Linked DNA regions of Mus musculus: region 2 is linked to region 1. The links are chromatin contacts, called in public HiChIP or PLAC-seq maps. All regions are on one chromosome and are shown on one strand. The core of a region is the stretch at or near the end of the contact, and the rest is flanking DNA. Distances in the headings are between cores, read along the strand shown.

What was found. HiChIP or PLAC-seq counts read pairs in DNA pulled down with a chosen protein or histone mark.
Region 2: a contact with region 1 is called in an H3K27ac HiChIP or PLAC-seq map of trophoblast stem cells, with 42 read pairs. The contact joins the promoter of Rad21 here to the enhancer-like site in region 1. A contact is called at or near these places in 8 of 39 promoter capture datasets (3T3-L1-derived adipocytes, the HPC-7 cell line, HPC-7-derived erythroid cells and 5 more), 1 of 15 datasets of contacts at CTCF or cohesin (the NIH/3T3 cell line), 13 of 484 Hi-C or Micro-C datasets (3T3-L1-derived adipocytes, the AML12 cell line, B cells and 8 more), 9 of 115 datasets of contacts at active chromatin or transcription factors (CD8 T cells, the HPC-7 cell line, the SCID.adh cell line and 3 more) and 4 of 9 other capture datasets (adipose tissue, embryonic stem cells, liver and 1 more).

The regions. Positions count from the first base shown.
Region 1 is chr15:51,912,666-51,919,163 of GRCm38.p6, forward strand. Gm34678 (a long non-coding RNA gene) reads right to left here and starts at 5,790. Exons shown (of 6, transcript XR_003951502.1): 1 at 5,754-5,790. Within about 2 kb of position 1,951, at least 6 of the 459 cell types and tissues checked have an H3K27ac peak or open chromatin away from gene starts, as enhancers often do. A contact at or near this core is called in trophoblast stem cells, where this site is marked.
Region 2 is chr15:51,989,219-51,995,482 of GRCm38.p6, forward strand. Rad21 (RAD21 cohesin complex component) reads right to left here and starts at 2,542. Exons shown (of 14, transcript NM_009009.4): 1 at 2,329-2,542. It overlaps Gm52217, which reads left to right and starts at 1,757. Exons shown (of 2, transcript XM_030248881.1): 1 at 1,757-2,571; 2 at 5,912-6,264. The coding sequence starts at 1,851. The coding sequence ends at 5,943.

The DNA.
Region 1 (6,498 bases), core at 701-3,200:
ACAAATGTAATTTTCTTACAGCTCCAAGTGGTAAAAGTTTGACAACAAGATGTTAATAATGTTGGTGACTTCTGAAGCCTCTTCCCATGGCTTGCAGAGGGCCACCACCTCCCCAGGTCTTCACTTCCCTTTGTGTGCACCAATCATGTCAGATTTACACTCTTATTTTTTATAAGGACCATGTGTTAACTGAATCAACCCTTTAGAGACCCGGAGACCCTATCTGCAAACACAGCTACACTCTGAGGCACTGGGTTGAGGGCCTCAGCTTATGACCTTGCAGGAGTAACGATTCAGCCCATAGTAGACACAAAGAGAATGAGTCCCTTGGTGAAAAGTAGACATTGCCCTATATGAAGAGAGCGCCAAAAGAAGCGAGAGCTTTTATGAGTTGAAAATGATCAGGAGTGAATGTATAAGCCATGTTTTAAACCCATCTCAAACAGCCTTCTTTGAGTTAATACACATAAACTACTTGGTTTCCTGGCTTGGGCAAATCTATTGGCTAGAACCACAAAGGCACAAGCAACAGTAGGAAGTGTAGACAAGAGGGAGGTCAAACAGAAACACTTCTACAGACCAAAGGGTCAAATCATAATCAGACCTAGTTAAAAAACTCAACAGTAAGAAAACAAATCATTCCATTAAAAATGCAGAAAGTGGGCAGGAGAGATGGCTCAGTAATTAAGAGCGCTGGGTGCTCTTCTAAAGGATCAGATTTCTATTCCCAACTCCCACATGGCGGTTCACAACCTTAAGTAATTCCAGTTACAGAAGATCTGAAGCCCCCCCCCCCCTGGCTTCCTTGGGTACAAGGTACATCCACGATGCGTTTATATACACGCAGACAAAACACGCATACATAGAAGATAAGACACAAAACTTTATGGATGGACAAAGCATACGAAATGGCATTTATTCAGATGGCCAGCTGGCACATCACTAATCCTTAGGCAAAGGCAAATGAAGACAACCATAAGATATCACCCCGCAATGGTTAGAGAGGCTTTTATTTAAAAGATGAATGCTGGGCCCACTAGCTGATAGTAAAGGTGACTGCTTCCTACCCTAAGGACCTGAGTTCAAACTCTAGGCCTCGAATGACGGAAGGAAATGTATGCTTGTTGTGTGTCAGTTTCTTTGTGGATGGCTGCCTATATGCAGCGAGGGTAGGTACAAGACAAAGTGAGAGCCCGTGATTGGGCAGTGGAAAAAGAAGGGGACTGAGAATTTTAGAGTCTAGGACAGAGGGACAGAGAGGAGAGGAGAAGGGAAGGAGAGGAAGAGATAAGATGGAACCTAAAGGAGAGGAAGAGGAGCTGGACCCACACAGTCCTGGGAGCCATAAGTGTTGGGGATTTCTTAGATAGATGACTAACTAACTAATAATTCGGATGCATCTACCCCATCTAGGTGTGTAGCTTGTGTTTATATCAATTGAGTTGTGAGTTCATTGTGCGGGTGTTTTGTGGGTTGAGAATTTACTAATATCAATCTGACTGATATTTTAAAAGCCTTTAGAGTTTTGATTTTACCAGGTTCCTGGGATTTGTGACTGCTAACCACAGGGAATGGGAGCAGAATCCACAGCAAGAGAACCACAAGATAGGTGGTCGCTGCATGGGGCTAGCCATGAAGGCAGTGAGATCACGGGGGCCAGAGAGTAGCTGGCGCTAGCTCGGGATGGTGGCTTTTTAAATATTTCCCGCTACATTTCCTCCTAGGTTGAAACATTTCATCCTGTAGGGAAGATCCTTAAGCCAGAGGGTAACACCTCAAAATAGTTTCAGGAAGTCCCTGAAACTCCCAGATTTCATTAGGCTCCCTCCCTCTCGGAGGAAGCAATATAGTCAAACTGCAAAGAACCCTCTGAGACAAGCCAGGCTGCCTGGAGGAGTCAGACAGACTGACTCCCTTGGAAAAGGGACTCTCCAACCTGTTGAGCTGCCCGCAGGCTGTGCAGTGCACTCTGGTTTTTGTGAGCTGTCACCTTTGCTAGTAGGCCTGGGTGATGAGGCTGTCTTTGAGTCATTTTTGATGCTGTTAGTCACCCTTCACCTACATTCCTGTAAGTAACCCTCAGAACTCTCATTGGTTCGCCAAATTGGACTTCGGTGATGCAGGGACTCCAGCTAGCCCGAGCATGGCAAATATGGCTCTGGCAGGCCTTGACCTTCTCCCCAACCCCTCCTGCCTTGCTAAAAATTGTTAGATTAAACTCCTTAAAATTTTTATTTATTCTATGTATATGAGTACACTGTAGCTGTCTTCAGATGCACAAGAAGAGGGCATCGGATCCCATTACAGATGGTTGAGAGCCACACTGGGATTTGAACTCAGTACCTCTGGAAGAAGAGTCAGTGCTCTTAACCACTAAGCCATCTCTCCAGCCCCTAGATTAAATTCCTAAAGCTAAACCCACCACAGTTCATTCCCTTATTTGGCCACTTTCTCTCCTTGAGGCTGACTACCAAGGTCTATCTATCAAAGTATTGGAGACTTGCAAGCAAATCCACCTTTGACTTACCTAATTAACATGCCCAATCAAGATTAAACACCTCATCTTAGCATGGGGTTTCCTCTTTTACCTTTATAAACTGCTATTTTCCTATGTGCCATGTCTGTGTTTCTCTATCCATAGGCAATCCTTTGTCCCACTCCAGAACAAATAACCCTGCCCCCTTCCTCATTCCCTTCCTCTTCTCCCTTGTCCTCTGCCCCCCGCATTCCCTTCCTCTTCTCCCTTGTCCTCTGCCCCCCCATTCCCTTCCTCTTCTCCCTTGTCCTCTGCTTCCCCCCCCCCCATTCCCTTCCTCTTCTCCCTTGTCCTCTACCTCCTGTCCTTGTCTCTTATTCCCTGTCCTTTGTCCTTCTCAGGAAATAAATCTCCTTTGGGTTGAGAACTTTGTCTTGGAGGTCCCAAGCCAATACCTTCACAATACAATCACTTCAGGTGGTATCCATACTTTGGCCTATTGTGGACTCAGTGTCTGGGATGAGGAGACATGCATATTGTATCTCCTCAGGAAAAAAATCTTGTCATACTACATCTCCTACAGATAAGTAGATAAATGATAGATAGATAGATAGATAGATAGATAGATAGATGAAAGGCAGATAGATAGGATGTAAAATCCATGAATTCTAAGTGTTGACTACAATGTAGGGAAAAGGGAAGGCAGCTGTTTTGCAGTTGTATGAAGGGCTCTTTAAAAGCCACAGATAGGAATGATCCAGAATCATACAAAAATGATCTCAAAATCAAAGGAGCTTGCGACAGAAGGGGCCTGAGGGGCAGAGTGGAATCACTGTGGCTTCACGGGATTAAAATACAGGGAGGCATCGAGACAGCATTTGTACCTTGAGGGTGGTGACTTACGATTCTTGGGTGCACTTAGCCATAAGAAACTTTTTAGAGAATAGACTCTTCGAAGAGGAAAGGGAACAGGGAAATACAATAATATTTCTTGTGCTCTTGTGTGCTTTGGAAACTTGTTTGAAGATATTATTTTTAAAATTGGGAATTATAGAGAGTTTCAGCAGTACAACAAACATCCTCTTTCCCAGGGTATTATTTTGAAGGCTGATGCCCACATGGAGTCTGTTCAGGTATGTGTGTCTATATTCATTTTTCTGAACACCTACATGGATTGGGAGTCATTAATGAGTAAGTTACAGCCTCCCCTCATGGCATTTGTGATGCACTTGGGAAAGCAGATATGTAAAGAGTGAATTTTATTACACTGAGATTAGTGTTGTGATAAAACTCCTACCACCCACAAAGCCCTTTGATTGTAGAATATGCGGCCTTCCTCTCACTAGGTTTGGCAAGATACTGTAGATAAGTAAATACATTTATTTCCTTACATGTTTTTTTTAAGTCATCTTCTCGGGAGCTTAGAGAAAGCTGTATGGGGAGTAGACATTTCAAGCAGGTCTGAAGATAATTTAATAATCACTCACACACAGAGATACATTCAGTAATACTTCTTACAGTGACAATGGAGGAAATCGGCATTGGTTACTTTTTTACTGCTGTGATAAAACATCGTGATCAAGGCAACTTATACAAGAAAAACTTATTTGGAATCACAGTTTCTGAGGGATAAGAGGTCGTCATCGTATGTGTGAGGGGGGAGAGACGGCAGCAGGAACAGCAAGGTGAGAGCTCATATCTTAACCCACAAGCCTGAAGCTGAGAGAGTAAGCTGGGAATGGTGTGAGCCTTTTGAAATCCACCCCCACCCTCCCCACACCCCCAACCCCCGTGACATACTTCCTTCTGCGAGGCCACACTTTCTAAACCTACTCTGTGAATTACCTCTGCGGAGCAAGTATTCACACATTTGAACCAATGAGGGACTTTTTCCTTCAAAGCACTACAAAGGAATCCATCTTTTTCTTGAGACATATTTTTTTGGCCCAGGCTGGCCTCAAGCTGGTGCCCTGCCTGTGCTCACAGAAGGCTGGAGTCATGAGCAGGCATCTTCAGGTTCCCCAGGAAGCGTCAGTGTTTTATTTTATACCCTCTAACTTCAGTGTTTTGCTTTTGTGTGAGCTACCCAGCCTGCTTCAATTATGTTAGCGCTGGTGGGAAAGGCCTTGTGACGTCACGGAGGAGGTTCGCAGAATGAATAATCGACAGTGGCACAATCTACTGAACACAAGTTAAATACAAGCTTGTTGTTCAAACGAAAACTTGACAGGAGAGATCCATGTGCCCAGGGCCCTGATTTCATCACACCCCTGAGCAGTTAATTCAGCCATCGGAGTACCTGGTTGCATTTCCCCACCGAGGAAGGGGATTAACACTTTCCCAGGTTACAGACTATTTTCCCAGGATTGACTGTCCCGTTATGTTATTGTTTTCATGCCCTTACTTACAAGGGCACAAACCCAGAAATGACATAAGAGCTGGATTTCTCACATTCTCACCCTGCCAGGCACAGACATCACGCTAACAAGGAAGACTCTTCCGACTCTGGCCAGGGTTTCTCCAATGTGGCGAATACAGCCACGGCGCCAACATCACGGAAGGCTTCGCCTGCTTGGCACTTTTTTGGGCCCCTCAATACCTACCTGCACACTTTTGTAGAGAATCCTAGAATGTGTATTTCATTTAACGTTTATTTTTAAAGCTAGTCTGCAAAACAATGGGTTTCACGATAGTGTTTTTATTCATATGCCATTATTATTTGTGTTTATTTGCTCCCTACCATTAATTAACCTTTCGTGCTGTCACCCCTTGCTCTCTCTCTCTCTCTCTCTCTCTCTCTCTCTCTCTCTCTCTCTCTGTGTGTGTGTATGTGTGTGTGTGTGTGTGTGTGTGTGTGTGTGTGTGTGTGTGTGTGTTTTTGAGACAGGGGTTTCTCTGTATAGCCCTGGCTGTCCTGGAACTCACTCTGTAGACCAGGCTGGCCTCGAACTCAGAAATCTGCCTGCCTCTGCCTCCCGAGTGCTGGGATTAAAAGCGTGCGCCACCACACTCGGCTGTGCTGGTCCTTCGTTTACCATCCAAATAGTCTCCTCTTCTAATTGCATGTGACATATGTCCCATTGCTCTACCTCGGCTGTCCTTTCACTTGATATGGCACCTCCCTATCTCCTGTTTCCATGGTGTCTCTGTGTGTGTGTGTGTGTGTGTGTGTGTGTGTGTGTGTGTGTGTGTGAGCACACAGGCATGTACGTGATGATCCTCTCCTACTTTGGAATTTGCAAGTCATTACAAGAGACACAGGAAGTGAGACTCTTACCGCTCCCTTCTGTGGTTTCCAGTTATCTCAGGAGATGGCCCCCCGCGGCAAGCCAGCCCTTTGCCTGGGGCTGCCCTTTACTTCAGACTCCTTATGTGACAATTCAATTGCGTGGTTGTTGCTAAACCTGTTTTCCAAACGACGTGACTGGTTACAGAGACCTAGTAGTGATCTAAAGTCGATAGTAGTCCTTGGCCTTTATACCTGGAAAGACTGAATGAAGGGGCTGGGGGTGCTTGCTCTCATTGACATGTATGCAGAATAGGGGAACATGGAGAGGCCCCGTGGAACCGACGAACGCAGCCACCGCAACACCCCAGGACTTTAAAAAGACACGATTATGAACTCATTTTACTTTATTATCGTCAGTGCTGGGGTAAACCTGTGGCCTTGGGATTCTAGACAAGGCCTTACCACTGAGCTATAGCCACCAGCCCAGGCTGCCGGCTCTTCAGAGACAATATTTTTGCTTCTTTAACTTTCTTACGTCTTTTTTTTTTTTTTTTTTTTTTCACAAACGCCATTACACATTTGTAGAAAAGTGAAGCATGGCAAATAAGCACTCTTGACAGGGACTGGAGAAATAAAACACAGCCCAGTTCCCTTCTACAGAACTCTGGGCCTCACGAGCAAGCATGAGGCTAGCTTGATCTGTGTTGCCCTTCCGGTACAGTCAGGGCATTACTCTAAAGTCAGCTCACAACGAAGATTGAAAACAGCAAGAAAAGTCACAGAGGAGACTGAG
Region 2 (6,264 bases), core at 1,292-3,791, 77 kb after region 1:
AAAAAACAAAACATAGGCATACCTATCCAAAATTGAAACTATCACCCTAGAAGTCAAGATGTAATCCTGATCTGCATCAGCTATCAAGTTAGCAAAATACCCAACTGTGATCTGTGTTTTATAACAGGAAAAGTACACTACCTAAAGGGCAGGCTGCAGACTGTAAAAAACATCAATACCCAGCTCACACAGAAAGAGAGCTGCCTGGTAGTGGCCTGAAAGGTAGGGGTGTGTGTGTGTGTGTGTGTGTGTGTGTGTGTGTGTTTGTGAGAGAGAGAGAGAGAGAGAAGCATGTTATATTCAGCTTACATATTACTACTGCTCAACTCTCCTTGGCTCTAATATGGACAGAATGAGTTTTATTTCAAATTTAAACTCCTTCTTTACTTGGTTATTTGCAATGGTTAAGAAGTCATTTCATGTCTGAAGTTTAGCCTGGCCTTGGTGTCCATCATCCTAGGAGTCCTGAGCCTGAGGCAGGAGGATCTTCAAGGGCAGCCTGGGGTACATAATCGGATTTCCTCACCTCTCCTAACAACAATAACAAAACACAAGCCTGACTTTATATCAACTACAAAGTCAACATAATATTCTTTAGGGATAATGACAATTAAACGGAACAGCACATGTAGTCTCAAAAGCAGATTCAAACAGAAGTCTCAAAAATCAACTTGCCCAGTTAGAATATTCACACCTTTAAGGTAGGATGGAAAACAAAATATATTTCTCAAGAATTAAGTTTTCATCCGGGCGTGGTGGCGCATGCCTTTAATCCCAGCACTTGGGAGGCAGAGGCAGGCGGATTTCTGAGTTCGAGGCCAGCCTGGTCTACAAAGTGAGTTCCAGGACAGCCAGGGCTATACAGAGAAACCCTGTCTCGAAAAACCAAAAAAAAAAAAAAAAAAAAAAAAAAAAAAGAATAAGAATTAAGTTTTCCCAACTACCCAAGTATAACTCTCTCAGAATCTGCATGTTTTGCTAAGTCTGAAAAGAAATTCCCAATTTACTGTGCATAATACAAAAAGCACCGTGTCCACTCCTTAAACAACTCTGTAACTTTGGTTATACAAACTCTAAGATAATTCAAACACTGGACAAGGCACACACCTTCACCAATACCTTCTTAAAGAAAGTTGCCTCCAACCTTAAAGGTATTTACAATTTAAGAAAGCGACTTCAGTCTGTTCCAAAACCCTGCAGCCTTTCAGTTCACTGGCATTTGATTTTTAATAGGATTTTGCACCCTTGGTGGGGGTGGTGGGCACGGGACGGGACGACGCCGAAGCTCTTCCAATACAGTTTAAGGAGAGCAAATATTAACTTTCCTTTGTAAAGAGAAGCCGAAGTACAGAAGCCACTTCCATAAGCCATTCAAACACCAACGCGTTTTGGAACGCTGAAGACAGCTTAACAAATCAGAGAGCACGAAGAAAACGTCCACAGCGTTTCCCTCTTAAATTTGAAGAAGGCCGCTTGGTCTAGTTGAACACCTCGACAGTGTCACCTTACACTATCCTGGCAGAGCCTACTCAAAGCCTTTCTGTGCCACGAAAAAGGCACCCAGCCTCGGAACGTCTCTACAACACTCGATCCTTAGCCATTAAAGAAATTAAAAAAAAAAAAAAAGTTTAGAAAAGTTAAGGGGAATACCAGCTACACTCATGTTCTTGGAAGCAATGTTATTCGATCGTGTTTTAAAACAGCCGGTCCAATTTCTGAGATGCCCAACACACAAATATATACATTATAGAGAAATCCGGTTGAGGGAGACAGAAGAACAGGCGAGTGAGTCCACGATCCCTGCGGCCAGCACACGCCTGGCGCGACCCGGACCCCGGACTCCACACCCGATGCACCGCGCCCGCCCGCCCAGGAGTCTCCCTGACGGCTCCCGCCCTGAGTCCCGCGTCTTTGCAGACAGCCATCTTCCCCCCCGAGGGGGCGGCCAGCTCCGAGAGCGGGCTCGTTCAAACCTCCCCTTCTCTCCCCGTCAGCCCCGGGATCCCGCTGTCCCACCTCCGCGCGGCCGAGGGTCGCTTTTGTGGGCCCTGGACTGCGGCGGAACCATTAGGAAGTCAGCAGGCGCGGTGCACGGCCCCGGGGCAGCGAGGAACCCCCCCAGGCGAGGGCGGCCCCGGGACGTAGGGGGCCCGGAGAGCGCGGGGTCGCCGGGCGCTGCCCGGGAGCTGGCAGCACTCGGGGGCCGCAACGCCGGCCGCCTCGCACCGCAACTGCGGGCCGCGGAGCCCGCGCCCCGGGAGCAACCCGGCGGGGCAGAGCACCGGGGAGGGAGCCAGAGCCCGAGGAGGGGTCGGCCCGATCGCTTACCTGGATCTCGGCGGGGAGCCGGGAGGGGTGGGTGGCCCGGGGAGGGGGGGAAGGGTCAGGGGAGGGGGCGGGGAGAGGGGGAGCCCTTGTGCGGTGTAGCCTCGGAGCTGCTCCCGCCACCGCCACGGCCGCCGCCTCCTTTTCCGATTCACTCAAACAAACAAGATGGCGGCCGTTACGGCGCGGCTCTTCCGGCCGCCCAAATCCTCGGTTCAAATCGGCAGGATGTTTACGGTCAAAAAGGTACGTGTGCGCCTGCGCAACCCGCCGGAGCCGCCCCCCACCCACAGAAGGGGCGGCGCAGGCGCGCTGACCACTTCCTTGTCTCTGGACCAGCCACCTATTGGCCACGGAGCAGGCGCAAAGGGTTCCTTGAAGAGGTTTGCGGAGCGTCAGAGTTGGCAAATGCAGCGCCTGCGCAACACCGTGTAACTAATTGGGGTTTAACTTGAACTCGAGTTAAAGCAGGTCTTTGCTGTTGGCCAGTTTTCTTTGCGCCCGGCAAAAATAAAAATTATTTTAATGACCTTGTACAGCGACGAAGGAAACAAAAATCTTAAGCTAGCTGCTGGAAAAGTAAGGCCTAATTGGTTCGGCCAACCTGTGCTTATATTAGGTTTGCAGCAAAAAGCATGCTACCGAGGCCCTGGGAGAAATTTTTTGAGAGTAGATTCCTTTTACACGCAGTTCCTAAACTAACTTTGGTCTCCCATTCATGGAGTCTCATATATGTTCTTGAAAGTTCCCTTTAACAACATTTGATTCTCTGGCGGTGGTGGTACACGCCTTTAACCTCAGCACTCGGAAGGCAGAGGCAGGTGCATCTCTGTGAGTTCAAGACCAGCTTGGTCACAAGGTCCAGGACAGCCAATACTACACAGAGGAGCCCTATCTCAAACCAAAACAACAATAACAAAAACCAACAAAACAACATTTGATTCTTTGAAGCAGATGCTTGCTTATGGTTCATCAGTAAATTTCTTACTGTGGGAGTTAGCTACTGACAGTTTGGAAACACCTGCTGAAGGTGCGTGTGTCAACTTTAGGCAGTTTGCTTAACAAACCTTTGACAGGACAGATTTAATTAACAGATTTCACCTCTATTCATTGGAAAATAATCCACTTTCCTTTTTTTGGCTACGTAGTAATGACTTTTATGATTTGACTTAATAACTGACCGAGAAACTGCTTGCTGTCATTCTCTAAAGCCTTTTTATAAAGCAGTTCTGTTCTGCTTGTCTGTCTCATGATAACACACAACACATTTGAGAGAGGAAAACGGTAGGAGGATTATAAAACATACAGTAGCAGATTTTGGTTTAGAACTGCACACAGTTTTGCAGAGCTGTTCCTCGGAACTGATCAACTCTTGAAAAAGGATTATATATGTCAAAAACACTAGAGTAAGTAGGAAGCTTAGAGTAAGAGGATTGACAAGATTTTTGGGAATATCACAATGTGTTTTGGCATAACTTTAAAGCTTTTACAGTAAATGAAAAAAATAAGGTATAAAGCATTTGTTTAAAAAAAAAAAGCATTTGTTTAATAAAGAAAACTCCCCAAGTAAAATGCCTTAAGGTCTTGGACTAAGCAGAAGGAAATGGGTTTAAAACACTGATAAAACACTGATAATGATTTTGCTGTTTATCTGGATTTTGATAAGAAATGTCATTTAAGGATAAGATATGTAGTAAAATATAATCAGGCACAGACATAGAGAAGCAAAGAAGTTAGGGATAACAGTCCGTATTTCAAATACCAACACAATACAATATGTATGAATTAAATGAGTGAAAATAATCCCTCGGGGTGTGTGTGTGTGTGTGTGTGTTACATTTAAGTTTAATTCATAGTTACACCCACCTCATGGGAAAGGAAAGATTTGAGTCAACTCTGAGAACAGGATTTCACAGGCCATGTCAAGGCTGGGTGTAGGATCTGCCCAGGCATATGGGTGAATCACCAAATCAAAATCATCTGGGTTCAGGAGTGGGCCTAGAGAGGATGGAGAGTGCATATGTTGATTTGAGTTACAAAGAACTGAAGGGGGGGGGGAGGCAGAACCTGGATTAGAGCCTTATAGATCATTAAGACTTTTGTCCAAAAACTTCATCATATTAACAGTTCAATACCAAGAACATTTCAGTTACCTCCCTGGAAATATTTGACAGTGACCATTTTTATAACAGAAATTTAATAAAATAAGATTGACAGTATTTTTTCCAGGTGTGTTGTTTCAGTTTGGTATTCATTGTTTCTTTTATCCAGCAAAACTGCCTAGAAAAATTATTGACAAATGGGCAAATAGAGCTGGGGTGGAGCTCTTAAAATAATGTCAGGAAGACCTTATGATGTTAAAAAATTTACAAATTAAAAAATGTATTAGTTGGGCATGGTGGCGCACACCTTTAATCCCAGCACTTGGGAGGCGGAGGCAGGCGGATTTCTGAGTTCAAGGCCAGTCTGGTCTACAGAGTGAGTTCCAGGACAGCCAGGGCTATACAGAGAAACCCTATCTCGAAAAACAAACAAACAAACAAACATTTAAAATGTATTAAATTACTACCAGTTGAGGAAAGGATACCACCAATATAGTATTTTCACTGCAAAAGAATTAAACGAGTTTGATGAGGGGCATAAGGAAAGAGAGAAACTGCTAATTTTGATAAAGGAGAAAAGTAGAGTGAAAAGGCAAACTCCTAAAGACCCTTCTAAGACTGCATGGGGGTCACGAACACCAACTGGTTCTTGTCTCTTGATAAGAATAAAATTAACTACTGCAGTTTCTGTGTTATTTGGAAATCATCACGTTACAAAAACCATACAAACACTTGGTGTAAAGATTTGCCCTGTATTATGACACAACTTTTTTCCTGAAGAAAAAGTCTGTTTATTGCTCTGTCTCTGGTATACTTGTGCAGGGTACCTGGCAGTCTTGTTTTCTAATTTTGATTTGGTTTACTACTTGTACTGAAATATTACTTCAACTGCATTTGAATTAGAGAGTTGAAGTAGGCCTGAGAATATGCTTTATAAACAGTTTTCAGGTAATTGCAAGTCTTCTGCTATCTGGATCCTATTTTTTGAAGGCAGAGTTTGGAATCATGTAGGCCTGAGATTTGATTACAATCTTCCACTTAGAAGCTACTGCCTTTCAAGTTGCTCAACCTCCCTGCGGTTAAGTTTTATTTATGAAGTCAGGCAAATGTTATCCATCTGGTTGGTGCTATGGTGCTTATTACACGTGATAATGTATTTAAAGTACTTAGCAGAGCATTTGGCACATTGAAGTCAATACATTAAAATTGTTAGTATTATCATGATTGCTCATAGTAGATGTGGGTATCTGTTTACATACTTATTCTCAACACTTACTGATTTTTCTTCTCTATTGATCTTTTATCTGTATTGAATTATATAGTAATTATATAGCCAATTATATAGAATTGACTCCCAAACTCTTTGCCTTTAGTTTGGCATATGCCAGTTACCTAATAGACTATGTTCCACAATCAATTTTCCATGGAAGTATAAATGAGTTCATATATATGGAATTGAGCTTGGTGCATTTCTTTACTTTCAGAAATCAGGATGCAGGGGCAGGCAGATCGCTAAGTTGGAGAGCAGCCTGGTTTGGAGAGCAAGTCCTAGGAGAGCCAGGAATATACAGAGAAACCCTGTCTTGAAAAACAAAACAAAAAACAAAAACAAAAAAAAAAAAAGAAAGAAAGAAAAAAGAGAAACTCACTCTATGGTAATTTAAAGGGTTTTTTTCGTTCTTGGCTTTTTTTTTTTTTTTAAGGGAGCAGGCTGCTCTTCTGTTTCTTCTTTCTTGCTTCTTGGAATACAAGTTCAATGGTTAACACTCAGGCAATGGACTTGGACAATGAAAATAAGTGTTGAAGTAAGAATAGAGAAGCTTGGAGTTGGAAAACT